3 separate regions of the Anser cygnoides genome follow, and regions 1 and 2 are each linked to region 3. A link is a contact called in public Hi-C data. All regions are on one chromosome and are shown on one strand. Each heading gives the region's core, a stretch centred on a gene start, on an enhancer-like site or on the middle of the called end of the contact. The rest is flanking DNA. Distances are from core to core; before and after follow the strand shown.

Evidence for each region. Hi-C and Micro-C count contacts between places; a contact is called where the count stands out from the background.
Region 1: a Hi-C map of liver shows a contact between it and region 3, with 1.7 times the contacts expected there. The contact joins the enhancer-like site here to the promoter of ZFP36L2 in region 3. A contact is called at or near these places in 2 of 7 Hi-C or Micro-C datasets (granulosa cells and liver).
Region 2: a Hi-C map of liver shows a contact between it and region 3, with 6 times the contacts expected there. The contact joins the promoter of HAAO here to the promoter of ZFP36L2 in region 3. A contact is called at or near these places in 4 of 7 Hi-C or Micro-C datasets (fetal liver, granulosa cells and liver).

Annotation. Positions count from the first base shown.
Region 1 is chr3:27,618,490-27,622,882 of Taihu_goose_T2T_genome, forward strand. No RefSeq gene overlaps it. Among named protein-coding and RNA genes, the nearest start is that of TRNAI-UAU, 340 kb to the left of the region's middle. Within about 2 kb of position 2,457, at least 1 of the 3 cell types and tissues checked has open chromatin away from gene starts, as enhancers often do. A contact at or near this core is called in liver, where this site is marked.
Region 2 is chr3:27,270,156-27,274,267 of Taihu_goose_T2T_genome, forward strand. HAAO (3-hydroxyanthranilate 3,4-dioxygenase) reads right to left here and starts at 2,136. Exons shown (of 10, transcript XM_013173874.3): 1 at 1,901-2,136. The coding sequence starts at 2,130.
Region 3 is chr3:28,149,424-28,154,011 of Taihu_goose_T2T_genome, forward strand. ZFP36L2 (ZFP36 ring finger protein like 2) reads right to left here and starts at 1,360. Exons shown (of 2, transcript XM_066993785.1): 1 at 1,174-1,360; 2 at 1-939. The coding sequence starts at 1,224. THADA (THADA armadillo repeat containing) reads right to left here. Exons shown (of 39, transcript XM_066993773.1): 39 at 3,079-4,435. The coding sequence ends at 4,097.

The DNA.
Region 1 (4,393 bases), core at 1,207-3,706, 530 kb before region 3:
AAGTCTTGATTTTGCAGCAACCTCTACTCAGAAGTCTGTCCTGACCTCAGGGCTTTGACACAACTCTGCAGAGTACATCTGCATACGCTTCTTTTTGGCTTCACACAGGTACCAGGACCACTTGCATGCAACCTTGTATAGAGTTGTTTCCAGAGTCACCTGAAATAATATTGGCAGCACCAAATATAAACACTTCACTGTGTTCCACCTTATTAAACACAGATGTGGCTCTTAGGAGGGCCTAGTTACCTAGAGGTGCCTTACCTTCATTTTCTTGGGTACCAGTATCCTACAAAGAGATCTCTGTTGTACTGCATTAATGCACTGTGGACAGAAACAGCTGAAGCTTCAGGTAGGGGCTGCACTGATATAGGACAGAGGTGTTCCTTCAGCCCTGACCTCCTCAGCAGTAAGGTCAGAAGGCCAGATTTGTTGTTGTTGTTGTTTGGATATAAAGTATGTTAAACACCTGACTTTGCAAGCCTTTGGTAATACTTTGAAAATTCACCAGAAAAATCTGTAAAGCTTTATAGATAACATTTGAAAATATGATAATTGCTACCTGTTAATTTATTGAACTAGGAAGCCAAAGATATTACATACGAGAATGGCAGAACAAGTACCAGAAATGCATTCAGCTGAGGCCTTTCTGGTTTTTAGTGGGGTTTCTTTGGTGTTACTTTGTTTTTAAACATCTCACCATCTGTGGTTAGTGTATTATTTGCTTCTGGTGAGAGGCCTGGTAAAAGCTGGACTAGTCTGAATGATTTTTTTTCTTCATTGCAATTCTTATACAAATTTTCTGATTTTCATTAGACTTCTACCAAGACTTTTCTGCTCCGGGACAGAATTTTTGCCAAAAATAGAGAGGCTGATGGAAATTTCAGTAGCCCTGTGTTCAGAGATGTTCCCTGGGCTAAGGCAAACATAGTCACAAGCTTTTAGCCCAAATCAGATAAATGACAGTTCTGACCACCAGGCTGTTAGCTGGGGGTGCATTGGGCTCTCATGAGTTTTTGTTTTTTCTTACATAAAACTTCAAAAGGCCTTGTTTTTCATCCCAACAGGGAACAGGAAAAGATTTTGCTTGAAAGCTGAAACGGTTTAATGGTACAGAAACACCATTTCATATCCATATGTAATCCAGAATTGAGTTTGTCAGTGCAGTCTGAATTTTGTCTTTGATCTCTAAAAGGGAAAGGCAACCCGTGAAAATACTGCTGAACTAAAAGAACATACACGGGTTTAAAATACCACATTCTGATAGAGAGTAAAACTACATTGTGATGTAGCATATCTGACCAAATCCAGTGCCTGGTGAATTTAGAAAGAAGATTGACAGTGCAATAAAGAGACAATTACAAAGTTTTGAAATTTAATTTTATTTTTATCTAACCTTTTCCTGAATTTCTTTGTTGAAATTTAGTCTCATTATCTAATCCTTGGTATTTTGCTTTCCCAGAAGTATAGCAGGGCCAGTCACTTCTTGGCAAAGAAAATAAACATCCAGCGGTCACTATCTCGCATGGATTTCTCTGAAGAGATCTTTTAATTTGATGAATACCTCAGATGTCTTAGTTGATTCTTGTTTAACAACAGACTAGGAGAGAGACAAATAACGTTCTGCCTCTCCCCAAGTCTTGAAGAAGCATGAGCCAAGCACATTCCTTGCAGCACCTGCAAGGCAGCTTTGAGGGCTCTCATCTTTTATAAAATCAACAAGAGCTCCTTTGACTGGAAGCACTGAGCATGCAGGGTCCTGAAGCAGGGGACTGTTATACCACTGTAACGGCTGGTACAACTGGGGCATTTTCAGCACATGTTAAAATTCTGGTATGCCTATGCCACACACACATTCCTCTGCTGATCTTTATTGAGTCCTGTAGGAAGGGATGTACCGGTAAGGGAAATGAGTTCTATATAACTAGCATGGAGCTATTGTCAGCAGAAGGTAAGGCAAGTATAACATAGTTATCAAAAGAGCTGTAAGAGCACACACTGAACTTTCTACTAGGTCAGCAGGGAGAAATGGGGCTCTGAGTGACCTGAGATGGCTTAGCCATTATCTGACTTTTACTCTAATTTTATTCATGGAAAACTTGTTTTCCTCTCTGTGCGCTACAAATAACTAGTCACCTAAAACATTAAGTAATGAAATTCAAATGTACTGAGTTAATCACTGGAAAAGTGCTTCATCTGAAAACTCCACGGGGGATCACATTTCAGAACACAAGTGTCCTTGCACAGTATGTATTTCCTCTGTGGTTCATGGGTTTGCTCATGCAGAGATTTTCAGTAATATTAAATTACTGCCTGAAGCCATGCCTGACTATCTTTTTCATTAATTACCTTCCATGGCTTTGGGACAGATTAACTAATAAATATAAGGATTCCTGGTGTAGTAACATTTACCATGTACTCAGAAAAATTGATAGACATGTAATCTCAGAATCTGTGAAAAACTTTTTTTCTTTCTTCTTATAGATTACTACTACGCTCTTGCTATCAGAGTTGCCTGTTCACGGTGCCATATTCTGCTTGCTAACAGGTGCTGCTAACCCATCAGCTAGGACCTCTACCACACACTACACCAGACCAAAAGGGAGACAGGTATGGCTTTTCAGACAGTGTATTTGTTTCTTCTTCTGTTTTTGTTTGTTTTTGTTTGTTTGTTTGTTTTTCTTCAGTGCTAATAAAGATATAAGAAACTGCATAATCCCCTATATTGTCCATGTTATGTGCTTATTGAAGCACAATGGATGCTTCAGACTAGGCAAAGTAAAGCAAATAAAAAAAAAATCTACATTTCTTTTCTTTAGGAAAAGGTCTCAGAAACTGGTCATTCTGGAGAGGGGTGATCATTGTCTTTAAAAAAAAGTAGTAAGCGCCCAGTTTCTGATGCAGCTCAGTTTTATGTTTCTCTAACCTGCCCTCCAGCAAACTGCCTGTTGCAAGTTATTTGAATGGTATACCTCCTTCTCCTGTGTCCAAACTTCGCTCAGATTTTTAAATTCAGCAAGAAGCACTTGCAGTACTAGTTCTGTGTCTGGAAACCTGGTGTTTTCTTTGCTTTAATTGTTTCTTGTTTGGTATTCTCACTGCATAATCTAGGTAGTAACCTAGTTAGGTGGTATTAATGAATGAGAACCTCGAAAGGGTTGTTTCAAGCTTGCCAAATGTAATCCCAAAAACTTTGCTTTAGGCTATCATTGTCAGAAGAATCATTTGACCACAGCCCAAAGAATTCAAATAAAGCTGGGTATCAGTGTTCTAAAATCATGATTCTGTAGCAGAAATTCCGTGATTCCACAACATATACAGAGTTGTCTGAACTTTTTTTTTTGCATACTTGTTTCTAAGGTCATTGTATTGATATATGTAATCAATTATAATTAATACGAGATAAGACCATCTATTTACCAGGAAAGGTTCTTAGATGAACTAATCTTTTGACTAATGTCAATATAGTAGGCCAGTTTATGTCTAAGCCCATTCAACAGGTGGGATCTGAATCAGTTATCCCTTTATCAGTTACCATTAGAGCAGCTCTCATGCATGTATTACCTTTTTTTGTATAATTTCTTTTGTCTTGCATAATTGAAAGAATAGTTTTGAACAGCACGAGAGAGTATAAAAGGCAGTTCAGGTGATGCTAAGGGAGGAAGAGTGAATTAAAGAACATTTTATTCCTCTGGTAAATCTGCGCTTGAACAAGTCACAGTATTGCATCCAAATAGGTAATTATGCAAATACAGATATGGAGCAGAAGCTTATAGGGCAAGATTCGTGGATGAGACTAAAAGAAGTTGAGTTTCCAGGTTAGGATTTTTTAATCCGTTTCCTACTGTTCTGTTAAACGTTGTTTTGGAGCTCCCAGCCATGACATATTAGATCTAGACCTATTTTTTTTTTCCTCTGTATTTTTCCTATTTTCCCACACAATGAAATGGTCTTTTTCTGTTACTCCCCTATAGATAAAATAGTTTTTATAAGGTTGACTGAAAAAGGGAGACAGTACTTAGTTGAAAAATATTAAAGGCCCAGTCTTAGTAAATAAATGTATGGATAGAAAGTTATATGGGAAGAATAGGGAAGCCAATCAAACTGTTACAGAATCATAGAATCATAAAAGCTTTAAATACAGAAGAGAAAGAACTATGGGGAGGGTAGTGGAATCAGAGTATTTTTAATTTGTTAATAATCTTTGACACTTTACTTCAGTAGAAGGTATTTAGAAAAATGCCAACAAGGCTATTTATGTCCAAAAAAATATGAAAGTAACATTGCTATTCTATAGTTCCTTAGGGTGCAAAGAGCCCTTGGTTTGCATGCCCAAGCAAGCACGTCAGTTTTATAGCAACCTCTATCCTCTTGAGCCTGAACACTCCTATTG
Region 2 (4,112 bases), core at 886-3,385, 880 kb before region 3:
AAACTTGGGATCATAAGTTACTTAATTTTTTTAAGGTGTTTGCCTTCTTGCGGTGTAGAAGGCAGTGAGAAGATTTCTTTATACATCTGCTCTCAGCACATAAAGTATCATAGCCTTTGAAAACAATCTTGGAAATTTATTAGTCACATCTTGGAAAATTGCCTAAAGCTTTTTTGGAAAATCCTAAAAAAAATGTAGATATCACTAGGAGCAGGTGGTGAGAAACTCAGAATCTATATAGTACATGGCTTTTCTCTCCTCCTCCACAGGCTGAAGCTTCAATGGAGAAATTGATATGTATATATTTTTTTAGTCTATGCAAACTTTATCATGAAAAAAAATGTTCCTTGTTTCACTCTAGCTTCTTGCAGTGTTTATGGGGGAGACTCATCAACACCAACTACTTAGGGATACGTGTAACTTTCTGACCTCTGATAGACCTCATATTCCAGAGTTACTTCAGAATTACACAGAGCTGCTGGTAGGCTGTGCAGCATAGTGCAGTAATAACAAAAAGGTTAATCCTACTGATGAAGAATGAAAAAATGAATATTTCACATGCTCTAAAATACTAAAGCTTTACCACTATCACTGGTAAGCTTTAGAAATAGCTATGCTTTTATGCTTCCTAAATCCATTCCCAAAATGAAATAAATGAAAGCACTTGTAAAAAGACATTTTCTTCTCTTTCCCACTGTGAAACTATTGCAGTGATTCAAGTTTCATAATTTCTCATTTAGAACATAAACTGTAGTTTCAACAGAGACATCTTGCTAAGGATGTACCTCTTACCTTATTTTTGTCTTGCAACCATTACTTTGAAAAGCAAACTCTTGCAGCTTTGAATGGAAATTAATATCACTGCCACTGCTACAGTAGTGCCCAATCAGCTTTTGATTAGAAGTAGCAGTGCAGGGTAGGGGCAACAGGCACATTCTTTGCTTTTTGTAGTCATTAAAATTCAAATGCAAGAAAAATAAATATAGAAGAGCAAAAACATCTGCTTTTTATGTTCTTCATAAAACTCAGTCTTCTGTAATTTCTTGTACATTACCCTTTCTTATGAAAACCTTTATATAGAGGCAGTGTTGGACTAAATGTATTGTCCTCAAGTTCACTGATAAAAGAAATCCTTGGTAACATGACCAGAATGTGCCACACATTGGACCACTTACACTGGAACTTGTTCATGGGCTTTGACGCTGGCAATATGCATACTGTAAACCTGCATAATACACACACTTTTTTCTTATATTAGCTGTATAATTATTCAGGATACAGTTCAGAGCTCCAAGTTGTCAGTCAGTGCCCCGAAATGTTGCCTTTTCAGCCTCATGCTGAACAGAGCATCATACCATGCCCTGACAGCTCTGAAATGCCCTGGAAACCTGCTTTTTCAGCCCTGTTCCCCTTCAATTCTCCTTATCTTCATGTGATATATCCTGTCAGTTTTGATTGCTCCTGCGGATTCAGCTCCTCTGCAATATTGGAATGACCCTTAGCAGCTCTAGCAGCTGTTCCAGGTTGTAATATAGTAGCATGAATCTATTTGCTAAATCTTACAGTCTATGGATGCAATGCCATCTCCTCAGATTTCTATGAGGTTATTGTCAAAGGGCATGACACAAAGTCCCTTAGCAGCCTAATTGCCTACAAGAGACTTTGAATTGAGGCAGACATATTGAAACTGATCTTCACAGCTTCTGCAGAGTTACCACAAAAAGATTTCAGTTACTTCCTGTCCTTCAAAACTGCGGTATGACTGGCTGTAGCCTGAGAGGAACTACGGTTCCTTACTAGTCTTTACCATGTATGCATTTTAGCAGCTTCCTCTGGTAGCTAAGAATATTTATATATCTAAGAACAAAATTAAACCAAAACAAAACCTTCATTTACTCACATAAGTTTATTGCACACAGGAGGTAAAAAGGCTGCCTTGTTCTCTTCTATCCATTTTCTGACATTTACCAGAAGCTCCATGGTCCACCAGCTATGAAACTTCTGATGAAGATGGAGTTTGCCTAGTGCTCGCTCCGTGAGCAAGCTACATGTGACTCCATCCCCCCAGTTCAGGGATTGGTTGGTAGAAGAGGTGTCTTCAGGCTTGAGTGTCAAAGGGGACAGGTCCATCGGCCAAAGGTCACTTTGCAAAGAGTGCTGGTGCTCCAGCAGCTTAGCTAATAATTGACCAGTGTTTCTAAAAAAAAAAATTTTATTTTTTTTTTAAATTATTTTCATTTTCATCTGAGACTCATACTGCCCACAAGAGGTTGCTTCCTTCTCTTTACTGCATCAGCTGCAGGAACTTTCTCTCTACAGAAACTGCCTTGCTACATACGGTGATGAAAACTTGGACACTTAATATAGAAAGCTAAATGCAGGTTGAGAGCCATTGCTCAAAGTTTAGTTACATGTATACAATATAGATAAAATGTATTTTTATACATACTTAAATATCTACGTGTTTCGGGCATGATAATAGAGTCCTATTTCCTTTTCCCACCTTCCCTCAACCTTGTTAGGCTGAATGATTGAGGTTGTGATTGAAAATACCGGGAACTACTTCTGCCAAATAACAAAAATAAAGATGTCTCCTGTATTTGTAAGACCAAAAGCAGTTGTTCATAAATGATCTTTTTAATTTGTCTTACTCTTTGCCAGGGTTGTGGCAGGCCTTGTTGGAGAGCTGAATGTGATTCTTTGATGACCTTTGGGAAAATGCAGCATGTTGTCATCAAATTAGCAGGCAAAGAAGAAATGGAGAATTATCAGGCATTCCTGGTCTGTATTAGGCTTTATTCCTTCACTGGTTTCTTTTCCATGTCTATGGAGTTTCTAACAGATTGATCACTGCTCCCCCCTCCCCCTTCACTTTTAATAACCAAATCTATAAACATTTCTTTTCAAACTTGGAATACATGAAAAGGGTGGTTGACAAAAAAAAAATGTCATTATTAAATGTGAGAGTTTTTCAGTTGCTCTTTATATAGCTTAGTCTTCTGACTACATCTATACTGTGCTTAGTGTGTCAGTGTGCATGGGTATAAGAGTATCTTATGATTTGTTTAGAAGTGAGCTGTACAGCCGCCGTGACTTGTGCATATGGGCTGTGTAGCTTCTGGATTGATGAGTCAGGATACGGGAATGGTATAAACTTGGGAGTTCTTTAGCTTGTACCATTGTAACTTTCCTATGGGTGGAAAAAAAAAAAGGTGACGGAATGTGAGTTGAAACTAATATTGTACTTTTCTTTCAGTAAGTGTGAGGGTGACTTTCTGCTTTACTTTCATCTCTATGACTTCTTTGCAATTTAATTTAAACTCCTTACATAATTGATCCAAAAAACTCCATTCATTTTGGGATACAAAGATCCACATGAGGATTACAGTTCTGCTATATTAGTACAATCATAATGGTATTGGCAATACTTTTCTCTGATATAAGCCCAGAGTATGTATTATTTCACTCAATTATAAATAATAATAAAAAATGTAACATTATTTATTTAGCACATGAAATTTCTACCATCAAAATGACTGTGGTGAGACATCACTGTGTAGCAAAGTCATTAGGCCTGGTTTTGGACCTACAGACAGGAACATTTTGGTGCTTTTTGCACTGTAGGCTGATGGCATGCTATTTAGCTATGAAGGAAAGCAATTTTCCATTTAAAATGCTTTCACTGAGAGGATTGTGACCCAGCCAGAACTGAAGACTCTCTTAATGACAATGGTTTTGTAAAGCTCTACCTCATTGTTAGTTACAGGTATTGAAGAGCAGGACTCCATTTGTCAGGCCTAAAAACCAAGAGGTTGTACAGATTCACAGCAGGAAAAAAACAAAGGTCCTGGACTTGATAGAGCTGATATTAATGCACAAGTTTTAACTGCAGGGTTATTCTGTCTCAAACTCTTACTTTCATCGCTAGTCTCTGCTCTTTTCCCCGCTAGGCAGAATACAAGGTGCTATTACCTGCAGAGAAAACTATCTCAGTCACAGGCTGATAAATCCATTTTTATGGCTAAAGTGAGGTATGGGGGGGAAGAAAAAAAATATAGCTAGAACTATGCAGGGAGGGCACCAATGAAGTTCACTTATAAAATCCACCATTA
Region 3 (4,588 bases), core at 110-2,609:
CGGCGGGGCGGCGGCGTGCGGGTGGTGGTGGTGGTGGTGGGCGGAGAAGCCGGAGAAGCTCAGGCTGTGGTGCAGCTTGGGCCGCTCGCTGCCCCCGCCGCCGCGGGGGTGCCCGAAGCCGCCGCCGCCGCCGCCGCCTCCTCCTCCGCCTCCCAGGGGGTGGTCACGGGGGGCGAAGGCGCGGAGGTCGCCGGTGCTGCCGGCGGGGTGCGGGGCGTGCTGGTGGTGGTGGTGGTGGTGGTGGTGCGGGGGGGCGGCCGAGGCGGGCGGCGCGGCGGCCGTGCCCCCGCCGGGCGCCGGGCGGCGCTCGTCGGCGTTGTGGATGAAGTGGCAGCGGGGGCCGTAGGGGCAGAAGCCGATGGTGTGGAAGGTGCGGCACAGCTCGGTCTTGTACTTGGGGTGGCGGGTGAGGCTGCGCAGCTCGTGGAAGCCGTGCGCGAACTGGCACTTCTCGCCGTACTTGCAGGCGCCGCTCTCCTCGAAGGGGCGGCACAGCTCCGTCTTGTAGCGCGTCGAGTTGATGGGGGCCCCCCCGCCGCCGCCGGAGCCGCCCCCCTTCTGCTGCTGCTGCTGCTGCTGCTGCTGGAGCTGCTGCATGAGGTGCTGGCTGCGCTCGCCGTTCTCGCTGAAGGAGCGGTCCCGGAACTTGTTCTCCTTGTTGAGCAGGGCCGTGGGGCTGCTGCTGCCGCCGCCTCCGCCGCCGGAGCCCGTCTCCTTCAGGCTGCCGAACGAGGAGGAGGAAGAGGAGGAGGAGGAGGAGGAGGAAGAGCTGGAGCCGGTGGGGCTGGGGAACTTGGAGCCGCCGGCCAGGGCCGGCAGGTTGCTGGTCGAGTGCCGCCGCAGGAAGCCCGGCGCGAAGCTGGAGCTGGGGGGGGTGACCGGGGTCCCCACGGCCTTCTTGTCCAGCATGCTGCTCAGGTTGGTCAGGGACTTCTCCGTCTGCGAGCGGGGCGGGAGAAGGGGGGGACGGGGAGCGGGAGAAGAGGAGGAGGAGGAGAGAGCGGAGAGAGGCGGGTTGCAGGGCGACCGCCAGCCCGCGCCGCCCCGGGCACGGCCCCGGAGCCGCGGACGGGGCAGGGACGGGGACGGGGGCACGGAGGCGCCCCGCGACCCCCGCGAAGCCGCCCCGCAGCCCCCTGCGGGGCTCCCCCCGCGCCCCGGCCCGGCCCTTACCTTGCACAAGAAGTCGATGTCGTAGAAGGCCGATAACAGCGTCGTAGACATCGCTAGATCCTGTAATGGTCGGAAACGCAGGAAGGACCGAAAGATCCCGCTCCCCTCGGAGGGTTTGCAAAAGCCACGACTGGGCGGGAGGTGGCGGCGGCGGGGCGGGGTGGGGTAGGGTAGGGGGGTGCCGGCCGCTCACGGATCCGAAACGCTCCCGTCTCCTTCCCGGCGGGGCGGCGGGAGCCGGGCCGGGGCGGCGGCGGCGGCTGCAGGGCAGCGGGCGACCGGCGGGAGCTCGGCGGGGCCCCGCGCCGCCCCCATATAAACGCCGCCGCCAAGGCACGGGGGGGAGGCGCCGGGGCCCAGCGCCCCGCCCGCCGCCCGCCTCGCCCCGCCCCGCGGCGGGGCCGGCGCTGGCCGCCATTTCGGGTCGGCGCGGAGCCGCCTCCTCCTCCTCCTCCTCCTCCTCCTCCACCTCCTCCTCCTCCTCCTCAGCCGCCGCCGCTTGTGCCACGTAATGGGCCCGAGACAAAAGCCCGCGGCCGCCCCGGGGCCGGGCGGGCTCGTTCCCGGCTGCCCGCAGCGCGCTGCTTCTCCCCCCCCACCCCCCCCCCTCCTCGCCGTGCCCGGCGCTGTGCCGCCCCCTGCCGCCCCGCCGAGCTCCTGGTGGAGCGGTTACAAACCAGCCCGGGCCCCGTTGCGCTGTGCTAGCGCCCAGCGCCGCGTTTGCTCGCCGCGAGCCGAGGAGGAGCCCTGCTCGCGGCCGCGCTCAGAGCACGGCGAGCAGCGCTGCGCCCTGGGGCCGGCTCCTGCACCCCTTAACCCAGCCCTCACGGCTTCGCAGGGTTACTCGGGTTTTACGGTCGCCGTGGACCTACTGCTACACTGCTCTGCGTCTGGAGTTGCCCGTCGCTCAATGTAAAACTGCACACACGCTTCAACTTCTTTCCAATAAAGCACAAAAAACAGGGCTACCAGGTAGCCTTACGCTCACTGCTGAAATAACCGAGGGCACAGAACCGAGCCGTCCTTCTGGTACTCACAGGTCCCTGTCCTGCCAGATTTGCTGCTGCACCAGTCCCAAAAGCTGGGAGCTGCGCTAACAGGCAGCTGTCAAACAGTTGTGTGGCCCCTGACTACTCTTAAAAACAGCTTCCAGACGTAACCTGGGCTACTCTTTGCCCAGGAGCTGCAAACAGATGCCAACAAATTAATTTCCAGGCTAGCTCACAGCATGGCTTTATTGCATTAGATAACACATATCCTAAAAAAACAAGTTTCCATGTCGGATTCTAACACTCTCCTTTTGCTGTGCGAAGTCTCACGTTGCATTGTGAATTACTTACATAAGTAATCTCGAATCCTGGAAACCTACAGCGAGTACTTCCACTTCTGTTCAGACGTGAGTTTTTGCCTAGAGTGAGTTAGCCTAGTGTAGTTTGCACACATTCGTTGGGCTCAATTCGATAGCTTATCGTGGTTTACAGCAGATTCCTCCCCAAACTTACGCCGTCACAAGGAGTCGGCGACACGACTGGGATGCCATGGGCAGACCAGGACGGTCGCTCTTCGTGAAGAGCCCGGCCAGGAGCTGACACCGGCTGCAGAGCCGCGCTGCGTTGCACTGTGTTGCATTGCCACCTCCCGGAGACCGGCAGCACGGCAGAGCCTGCAGCCCTCCGAGCGCCGCGTGCTCGCTGCATCGTCACCCAGCCGCGCAGCGAGGCTGTGCCAACGGGCAGCTGCGAGCCGCGAGGCTGAAAGTGAGCAATCGCGTATGGCACATAACTCTGTAACTCTTCCAAGGGGACTGGAGTAACTACATATATCGACTTACAGCTTTGTTTTGGTTATGCCCAGCTATGACCAGACCAAATGTAAAATCATAGCCCTCGACTGAAAGAACATAAATCCTTTTTAAAATAAGTATTTATTTTTGACGTCTCATTTTCACATCACAGCCGACTCCAAATTCCCAGAGAAATAAATCCAGAAAGCGCGACAAACGTTTTTGTACCTCAGACAATGAAATGGTTGAGCACTGGACACATTCCATGCAGCTCTTACCCGAGGGCTCGCTGCAAAACCTTGGGAGGGAGAGCGCTGTAGCACGAGGATGCTTCCTGCACATCTCTGGTGGCCTCGTTCTACCGAGCAGGACCTTCTTTTTCAAGACTGCTTGGAGAGCAAGGTGTTTTGAAGTAAAGACAAAACTATTTTGTTCTAAGTGGAACAGCGCTTTGTTTTCAACACTGCCAACTTCATTTGAGAGCAATTTCACAAAAGTAGTTATTTGATTTACAGGAAACACAGGCATGTGAAGCGTAACTAATGCTGTTTCCATCTACAAAACAAGGCTACTAGCAAAGTAAGGATCCTTGCCTTCCTCCAGAGAAGAATGCAGTAAAATTTAAACTGTAGTCTAGAATTTGTCACGGACAACGAAGGGATCCAAGGTTTAACTTAAAATAAAAAATTCCCTTATCAATTTAATAATTAACATTTTACCTGTCGAAAGGAGCCCCCCAAAAAGAAGTTTTTTTCTTGGTATTAAAATACAGGAGGTAAAAATCCAGGATAAAATGTAACACAACGACAGGTGGCCTGCACCTGGATGAATGGAAAATGTTAGGTTTAGCTGCTTTACTTCCCACAGTAGCTACAATAAACCATACTCAGCTGAATGAAATTAGCAAATGCATTTAAAAGGAATGGTCTCCCACAGCACACCTGACAAAAAAAATAAATCAACGGACTCATATATGGAAAATGCGTTTTTAGCATGAATAGTGAATAGTTTGTTACAGGTTTACTGGGGTTGTCATAGCAATACCTTAATTCCTTGAATATCCATAGAATTCAGTCCCCTGCCAATCCACTATAATGTCTGTAGTTCCCTGAGAATTAACTTTTAGTGTTTTGTTTTAGTTTATTTTTTTGGACTTCCGTTTTTGCAAATCTCATCAGACTTGAGCAAATTTATTATTTTAAGGCAGACTGATATTCTTTCATTCTGAATAGCCAATTTTGTGAATTCTGAAGTTTTTGAAAATTCTGGAGTCGGAGGAAGCGCTCTAAGAAGGCGTGCAACAAGCTGGGCGCGGTCCTGTGCCCTTCTGGACAGTCGATTAAGTTCTCCCTGATCTGGTAAGGTTAGATGAGTCACTTGTACAAGCCGTAAAAGGTGCTTACTAAGTTGTCTGACGTTAGTTAACTTCTCTTCCCAAAAATTCACTTCCCCTTTATCAAACAGGTTATCATCTTCTTCCTTAACGAAAAGAAAACCAACAGCAATTAGGAAACGACTTGTGGGCTGGATAACAAGGAAAGCATTTTAAAGTATAAGAAAGATACAAAGAGAAGTAGAGTGTAGAGCCTGTTACAGGTTATTTCTACAAAAAAAAAAAAAGGAAAAATTCAT